2 separate regions of the Macaca mulatta genome follow, and region 2 is linked to region 1. The links are chromatin contacts, called in public Hi-C maps. All regions are on one chromosome and are shown on one strand. The core of a region is the stretch at or near the end of the contact, and the rest is flanking DNA. Distances in the headings are between cores, read along the strand shown.

Region 1 (4,611 bases), core at 1,549-4,048:
ACTATTGAACCTGGTAGAAAGTATTCCAAATTATCAAAAGAAACCATGAAAGTATGAAGCTGTAGCGTTCATAACGTTAGATCAAAAAACTTAAACCACACAAAAATATTTAGAAATCTCAGCTCCCTATTTCTTATCAAAATACTAAAGAACTTTAGATGTCTTCTTTAAACGTACTAAAGATACAAAAGTAAATTCCTTTTGACTTCAGAGGGCCGAAATGAAGAATTCGGTAACTGCAAGCAAAAAGTATGAGGGGAGAAAATTACTTGAGAAAATATTTCGTGAGACAAACACCATTTAAATAAAAAAAAAAAAAAAAAAAGACGTATTAAAATCATTTACTCCCTTCTACCAGACAAACAGTCCTCTCCTAGAACTCAACTGCTTACAATTCAGCCAAGTATGATTGCCAAGAGTTTCTAAACCTGTGTTAGGATTGTTCAAAGTGGAAAGCTTCTCCACCAGTGTATTACAACAACAAAAAGTATATTTTTTAGAGTTAAAGATCAACTATTAAATACACTCCTCTGATAAACTAAATGTAAGCGATTTAAAAAAAAAAAACTCAAGTTGTAACTTAGGACAAAGTTTGCTATATAAATTGCTTGCAGTTCTAAGAGTATTTATTTGGTCCCCCAAATTGGGGCTTAAGTGGCTGAAAGAAAAAAGTTTTATAGACAGGTTTTCTAACCTTAGTTTACATTTGGTAAAACAGACCATTTATCACAATCAAGTGAACATAATGCCAAATGTTAAGATTCCAAATTTTACAGGTAAAATGTGTAAAAATTACAATAACCCACTAATGGACTGCCACATGAGACTGTCACTGATGTTCAACATTTTTACATATATCTTAAGAATGCAATGTCATATATGTCATGTTCAAACTTGGGATGTATGTATTTGCACTATGTAATCCTGGTTGCTTTTCTGGTAATTCTTTATCTCACAGTGGTCTGATTATAGCCAGGGCTGCTTCTTCCCATTATACCATTAGTCAGTATATCTTAATTTTGCTTTCACCAAAACATGGACATCATAAGCCACCTCTTGCTTCTAGTTTTCTGCTTTTTACTGTAGATAACAATGACAGTGAGTTCTACCAAATGCATGTATGTGCACAGCTTTGTCATTCTTTTCCCAGCCCCCTTCTTTTCTATGAGAAAAATACGAGAAACAGGTTTATATAAAAACATCGATTTTTCTTTTGCATACATACCTAATGGATTTTCAAGAGAAGACAATTTATTCAGATAACTATCATCCTAGAAATGTCAAGAGAACTTCCCAAATCCAAAAATAAGAAGTAAATCTGATAATAACTGGAAAGGAAATTTCCACTCAAATCATAAATAAAATGTCATCAATTAAGCTGAACATCAATAAAACTCAGTCAAAAATCAAGTCTCAATACAGAACCCACATATAACCCACATATAATCAAAATATCACTTATATTTGCTAGCGGAGTTCACAGATGAATTCTGTATGTGCGCCAAATTTATCTTATTTTGAATTGCTGGGGTTAATATTAGTATAAATCAGAGCCCACACGAAGTGTCCTGGGCAGAGACAATCCAAAGAACGCTTAGTAGCATGGTAAAAACCGGTCCAAAATGAAAAAAAAAGAAAAGAAAAAAGCCACGTCCTAACACAACAGAGCGAATAAGCGACAAATAGATCACTGAAAGCAAAACGAAAACGGTCCCCTCCGGAGTAGACTGAATAAAAGATCTTTACTCATAACGTTTAATACTATCCGACCTCACTTCATTCACTTCCCAACTTCCTTTACTTTTCAAGGGCCACCACGGGGCATCCCTTTTTCTGGAAGTGTATATGGAAAGGATCTGTACAGGAAAGAGGGAAGGAACGGACAATTCTCAAGAAGGCTAAGAAACAGGTGGGTTAGCAGGAGCAGAAGCATAATCTAGACACTTAAGGGGCAGCTTTAAGATGACAGATGTGGTGGAAGGAAAGACTGCAAATCGGAAGAAGCCCTAGTGTGGCAGATACACTGTGGGCTGAATGCAAGCACCAAAGGGGGGCAAAGGCTAACTCCAGAGTGGTAGCAGTGGAGCAAAAAACAAGCAGCAGGACGGGTGGGCAATGAGCAGTGGGATTAACGAGCAGCAGCAGCAACACGGGTCAGAGTGGAAGTGATGGCTTTGGTCTTGGGAGACGGGGGCCAGTGGGAAAGGACGTCAGACAGGGAATAGGGGGTTGGGGAAACAAGGAGGACTGAGACCTAAGAATCCTGCCCCTATGAAAATGCAGGGGGCAAAGCTGGAGACCAAAAGCCGCCTCGGCTCCCCAGTTAAAGAAATTCTCGAAGGAGAGTCGCTGCTTGCCGCCGCGCTGCCTTCTGACCCGCTCGCTTTTCCTGATAACTGCTGTGGCGTAAAGAGGAGAGGGAGGAAGAGGAGGAGGAGGAAGAAGACCAAGGAGGAGGAGGGTGAAGATGAGGCGGGGGGTGGGGAGAAAGGGGGGTGCGGCCTGTACAGTCCCAGCGAAGCCTCCGCTCTCTCGTAGCCGGTCAGCCCCGGGTTTCCCCTAAGCCCAGCCCCGCATAGACTCACCCGCCTGCCTTGCCTCGCTTTTCCCTCAGCCGACTCCACGCGCTGCCGCGTCCTCACAAGAAACCACCGAACGAGCGTCGGGGAAAAAACTCTTCAGAACCGGGCCTGATTGCTTCAGTGAGTCCGACCTTTACGGCTGAGAGAGAGACTCTCAGCTTTCGGTGGGTTCCACAGCCAGACGGGCCACCATCTTACATTAGGGTAAGACTCCTCCGGCCTCCCGTGCGCAGGCGCACGCCGATCCGGCCAGGAGGGGCGGGGGAGGGGCGGGAGGAGCGGCGGGCGGCTGAGTGGGAGGTTGCGGTGGCCGCTCCCGCAGCACCCTGGGAGTTGGAGTCCTCGGAGGGTAACCGCCCAGGGGCACGCCGGGAGTTGAAGTCCTCTCTCAGAGGGCGGAGGAGATCGCCCACCTCACGTGGCTGCTGGACTGAGCCTTTCTTCGTGTTTTGCTTCCTTCTCTGCGCGCGTGTGCTACTTCAATGTCATTTGGTCGGCGGTTTTCACTAGTCATTCTGTGTCCTCGGTGTTTTTGGAAATGTGCGACCCCAAGACTGGGGCGAGGCTAGACAATTTTTCTGGGAGCCCGGAATGTTTCTTCTCTGCCCCGCCCACCAGGGATATCTAAAGGGGGCGGGGTGGAGGTGGAGGCAGGTTGGGGTACGAAGAGCGCGGGATTTGATCTAGGGTAAGAATTTGATACAGACTTGGCGTCTGTTTGCGAAACAAGGAGGAAACAGACGCCCGTTTAATTCATTTCCCTGTCCTTGCGCATTTGGGGGCCACCACCCTTGATACCTTCTTCACTGTAAAATCGCCGGTGAAGAAATATACTAAATTGTTCTGTGCAGATTACCCAAGAGAACGGAAGACCCGTGCACTTACAATAACGTGCTTCGGTTGATGTGAATTTGAGAATTTGCAGACCTCTGTGCGAATTAGTGTTAGTTCGCTGTCCTGCCAGCACAGCTGTGTGCAAGTTGACAAACTCTACACACATCGGCACATCCCCAAGAACAATGAATGCAGCCACAATCTCTACGAGCACTGAAGAATCATCAGTCACAAACGTCAGTCAATGTACTGGTCGCTCCCGTTTGCATCCCAGAACTCTGGTGAAAGCGGCGCTCGAAGCAGTAATTTTTGCTTATTGCATGTATTCTTCACCCACTCATACAGCAAATACTCAATGAGCTCCTCCTGGCCGCCGGGTACTCTTCTATATATTGAGAACACAATGGTGAGCAAAATAGAAAAAATTCCCTGTCCCCATCCTAGTGATATGTTGGGATGAGGAAGAGGAGAGAGGAGGCATTTTTTAAAAAATACGTGATTAAAATGCATAGTATGTCATAACCGATTTTAAAAACTTAGGAAAGGGGAGTAGGGAAAGAGGTTGCAGTTTTAAATTTATGAACTCAATGTCATAAGAAGAAGCCCTCATTTCTTTTTTCCTTTTTTTTTTTTTTTTTTTTTTTTTTGAGACGGAGTTTCTCTCTATCTCCCAGGCTAGAGTGCAATCTAGGCTCACTGCGCTCACTGCAAGATCCGCCTTCCAGGTTCACGCCATTCTCCTGCCTCAGCCTCCCAAGTAGTGGGACTACAGGCGCCCGCCACCACGCCTGGCTAATTTTTTGTGTTTTTCAGTAGAGAAGGGGTTTCACCGGTCACCCAGGCTGGAGTGCAGTGGCGCGATCTCGGCTCACTGCAACCTCCGCCTCTCGGATTCAAGCGATTCTTCTGCCTCAGCCTCCCGAGTAGCTGGGATTACAGGCACGTGCCATCACGCCAGGCTAATTTTTACATTTTTAGTAGAGACAGGGTTTCACCATGTTGGTCAGGCTGGTCTCAAACTCCTGACCTCAGGTGATCCGCCTGCCTCGGCCTCCCAAAGTAGTGGGATTACAGACGTGAGCCACTGCACCCGGCCTCATTCTTTCAATACATTGGTTTTCTGTGTTTCCGTTTCCTCACTATCAAACCTAGAGACAACAGTTATTTGGGTAAAAATTAAAATATGTAATGAAGT
Region 2 (4,611 bases), core at 626-3,125, 49 kb after region 1:
ATTTGATGACTGATCACTGGTAAACATACCAAGAGCAATTTTAGAAGGGTTTATGATGGCAATTTCCCAGGTGCTACGAATTGAAGAATCCTGTGAGAGAATACTTGTAAAGTGTAATGATGAGTGAAGAGGACTTGCTGGAAGTTAAAGAGTTACTTTATAGAAAGCAAAGTTATCTACGGAGAGGGAAATGTGTGGGCTTAAAAAGTGCGTGTGGAGAGGGAAAGGCTGGTAACAGTTGTGCTGAGAGAGAAATCTTTGAATGCCACTTCCTGTCAAGTTCCTGCACAGTATTCTTCTCAGTTTCATGATAAACTTCTTGAAATATTCCTTTGCCTTTACTTTCTCTCTTCCCCACTTCACTCCTTAAAACCACTTTAATTGTAGTTTGGCATTTGTCTCTATATAACAATGACTTCTGGAAAAAAATCACCAGTGACTTTTGCGTTTCAAACTTAATGTACATTGTGTCACTTGATATTATTTGTCCAAAATAATAAATATTCTGTTCTGGATATTCTTTTTTGTTTGTTTGTTTGAAATGGAGTCTCACTCACTCTGTTGCCTAGGCTGGAGTGCAGTGGTATGATCTCAGCTCACTGCAACCTCCACCTCCGAGGTTCAAGGGATTCTCCTGCCTCAGCCTACCGAACAGCTGGGGGTTACAGGTGCGTGCGGCCACGCCTGGCTAATTTTTATATTTTTAGTAGAGACGGGGTTTCACCATGCTGCCCAGGCTGGTCTCAAACACCTGACCTTAAGTGATCCGCCCACCTTGGCCTCCCAAAGTGCTGGTATTACAGGCATGAGCCATCGCACCCAGCCAGTTCTGGATATTGTTAACATACTCTGTGCTTTTGTCTAAATTATTTGATTCTAATTTCCAACAGTGAAATGGGAATGATGGAGAGTTGATACAATGAGATTGTAAGGCACATAGAACATCGCTGACATAGCTATAATCAGATCATTTTCCCAATAGAATGGTTTGCAGGGATTAAATGAAATAATGGCTGTAAAATTCTTAATACATAGCTGTAAATAGCAATGATTATATTTTAGTTTGAAAATCAGTAAACTAAAATTTAACAACTGAGGAAAGAGAGTTCAGCTACTTTGGTTGCTCAGGTAGAAAAATACTTGGTGATTATGAAACGATATGTCTGGAATTTGTTTCAAAATAATCGGGGGCGGGGGGTGGGGAGGATAAGGTGCTGGGGTGGTAAGGGTGGGTTGGGGCTGCCGTGGTGGGAAATTGGCCACGTTATTGATGCTGCCTGTTCACTATGCTAATTTTGTATCCATTTGAAAATTTTATAGTTAAAAATTATGATTTGTTTCGCTCTACGCAACTATGTTGACACAACATACTTGGTAAATTGAAATGTCACGGAAACTTAGTTTTTAACTGGTCAATGACTTTTTGAGGTGTAGACACTTCACACCTTACTCCACTCCCCACTGTAAGGAAGATTTAACTTGAAACGGAGCTAATGATTTGAATTTACGGCTTTTATAATCTCATAAGTGGGCGTCATTTTAATAACTACTCTCAGAATATCTTTTTCTATTCCACTTTACTTTTTCCTCTCCACTTAACCAATTCATCATTAGAAAGAAACTACAAGTCCCAGGATGCACTACACGATGAACGTCCGATCGAGGACCTCGTGTCTCTGAAGTGGTTGCCCTCGCCTTATTTGAATGGGAATAATCCCAATGAAAATTGATACTTGTGACCCAGAGCAGATTCTGGAGCCTTCTGTACACCTGGGACGGCCCAGCGTGGAGGGGACAGCCTGGTGCCTTTTTGTTCAGGCTTCACTCAGGGCAGCCTCACCCCTTCCTGGGGCCTCCATGCGGCAGAAGGGCTCTGTTAGTGCGCCTCTAAGATGGCGACGCCTTTGGCGGTAAATTCGGGTAAGTGTGGCCAGACAGAAAGGAGATGATTGAGCTGAGCGATGACCAGGTCTTCAGGGAGAGACGAGACCGTGGGGTTTCTCGGAGTCTAGGACCCAACTTATGTGCGGTGCCTCCTTTTCCCTAATTCTGGGCCTAGAGTCTCACCCCTCCCCAGTTTGAATGGCGCGCGTCGGTGCTGCGGCTCTAGCCCTTGAGTTGGCGTTTGAGAGTCGAGGTAGTGAGGCTTGGGCCGCTGGACCCAGGTGTTTAATCTCTCACAGCCCAGGGCTAAGCCTGGCCCCCTTACCCCCAAGTTCCACTGTGCGTCTGTGGTCCAGATTTCGCCGGAATAGCGACAGGTCTTCAGCAGTGAAGCCAAAGGACCCGAGATATTTTCCAGCCACGAGCAGAGGCTGAAAGTAGGCGCCGGTGTTCTTAGAGGGTGGGAGATCTTGCAGGCGGCGAATACTCCCGATGATGAAGTCGGCCATCTGAAAGGTGGTCAGGAAGAGGGTGGCGGGGCTTCAGCGGACGTCTCCTAACTCTGCGGGTGTGGTTAGGCCCTGGATGTTCTTGTACCTTTGGAGCTGTAGATTTTCGGGGTGGAATTGAATCTAGAAGGTAGTAAAGGAATTCTGGAAGATTTGGGGTGGATCCTCTTTTGGTGATTCTCAGTTCGGGCGGTACCGCCCTCCAGTGGTGTCTGAATGAGTGAGTGCATTTTGATTGTCATATTTCCTGGGGTACGCTGCTGTCGCATAGTAGGCGGAGCAAGGATGCAGAAAGTCCTTCATGGGCAGAGCAGTCCGGGGAAAGAATTTGGCGCTTAGAATGTTAATGCCTCGGTTGAGATGCTCAGAACTTCGCGGGCAAGATTAAGAGTACATTTGTGTGGTAAATGCTTGTAAGAATCTCACTTAAAAGGACTCTTTCCTGGGTGCATTTTCTGTTTCTTTACAGTCACTTTTTAAAGTATTGGTTCTATTTTCCACAGGACTGATATTCTCGAAAAGTTGTCTAAATCTGCTTTGTAAATCAAATCATTTCAGAAACGCTGTGATAAATTATAATGAAAGCTATGCTTACTGAGCACATACTATATCCCAGCTTTACGCTTATTATTGTGCTTATCTCATTCAGTTGCCCTTTGGAGTAGTTGCTGTTAAATACACTATTTTACAGATTTGGAAATAGAGACTTCAAATAGTTACGTAATGTCCCCAGAGTTAAACATCTAATGATTCTAAGCCAGTCTTAGGTGCTTAAACTACTTAGTGCTACTACTTAAGCACAACCTAATTCATTTTATGATATTAGACATATATTAGAAGGTTAGTAATGAAGTTACATGCTTAATATTGCTGTCCTTCCTTCCCAATTAGATATGCTTAAAAGCAAGGGTTGCGTGTTATACGTGTGGTTATATATAATTTCTCTATTTTATTTTATTTTTTAATTTTTTGTTTTTGAGATGGGGTCTTGCTCTGCCTCCCAGGCTGGAGTGCAGTGATGCGAACCCGGCTCGCTGCAACCTCTGCCTCCCAGGTTCAAGCAATTCTCCTGCCTCAGCCTCCCGAGTAGCTGGAATTACAGGCACGCGCCACCACGCTGGGCTAATTTTTGTATTTTTAGTAGACGCAGGGTTTCTCCATGTTGTCTAGGCTGATCTCGAACTGCTGTCCTCACGCTATCCTTCTGCCTCTGCCTCCCAAAGTGGTAGGTTTACAGGTGTGAGCCAGCGCGCAGGGTATATACATTTATTTTCCTTTCTTTTTTTTCTCTTTTTGAGATGGAGTCTCACCCTGTCACCCAGGCTGGAGTGCAGTAGCATGATCTCGGCTCACTGCAGCCTCAGCCTCCCGGGTTCGAGCAATTCTCCTGCCTCAGCCTTCGAAGTAACTGGGATTACAGGCGCCTGCCACCATGCTTGGCTAGCCTGGCTTATTATTATTATTATTATTTTGAGACGGAGTCTCGCTCTGTCGCCCAGGCTGGAGTGCAGTGGCGCGATCGCCACACACTGCAAGCCCCGCCTCCCGGGTTCAAGGAATGTCCTGCCTCAGCCTCCGGAGTGGTTGGGACTACAGGCGCCCACCACCGCGCCGGGCTAATTTTTTTTTGTATTTTTAGTAGAGACGGGGTCTTACCGTGTTAGCGGTAAAACCAAGAGTTTTAAAAGCCAAGAGTCAGGAGGTGGTTTTTTTAAAAAACTAAACGTGGTAGGGAAGGAACTCTTTTTCCATCAAGTAATGAATGTCGGGTTGAGTGGGTAAAGGAAATGTGTCATATACATGCAATATACATAATGTATATGCATATACATAACGTATACATGCATATACATAATATCTTTATGCAGCCTTAAAAAGGAAGGAAATCCTGTCACATAAAACAATGTGGATGAATCTTGAGGACATACTAAGTGAAATAAGCCAGTCACAAGACACAAATACTGCATGATTCCACTTATATGAGGTATCTGAAGTAGTCAAACTCATAGAAACAGAAAGTAGAATGGTGGTTGCCAGGAGCTGGGAAAGGGGAAAATGGGGAGTTGTTTAGGGGGCATAGAGTTTCTATTTTGCAAGATGAAAAAAGCTTTGAAGATCTGTTGCACAATGTGAATATGCTTAACACTGCTGAACTGTACACTTAAAATTTGTGGAGATTGCATTCTGTGTTATGTGCTTCCTTTAAATTAGTTTTAAA

Evidence for each region. Hi-C and Micro-C count contacts between places; a contact is called where the count stands out from the background.
Region 2: a Hi-C map of fetal cortex germinal zone shows a contact between it and region 1, with 4 times the contacts expected there. The contact joins the promoter of NUP205 here to the promoter of CNOT4 in region 1. A contact is called at or near these places in 6 of 14 Hi-C or Micro-C datasets (CD4 T cells, cortical neurons, fetal cortex germinal zone and 3 more).

What each region holds. Positions count from the first base shown.
Region 1 is chr3:175,336,066-175,340,676 of T2T-MMU8v2.0, forward strand. CNOT4 (CCR4-NOT transcription complex subunit 4) reads right to left here and starts at 2,799. Exons shown (of 10, transcript XM_077997461.1): 1 at 2,586-2,799. All of the region lies in intron 1 of LOC144339977, which reads left to right.
Region 2 is chr3:175,386,092-175,390,702 of T2T-MMU8v2.0, forward strand. It overlaps NUP205 (nucleoporin 205), which reads left to right and starts at 1,876. Exons shown (of 43, transcript XM_028846334.2): 1 at 1,876-1,920. All of the region lies in intron 1 of LOC144339977, which reads left to right.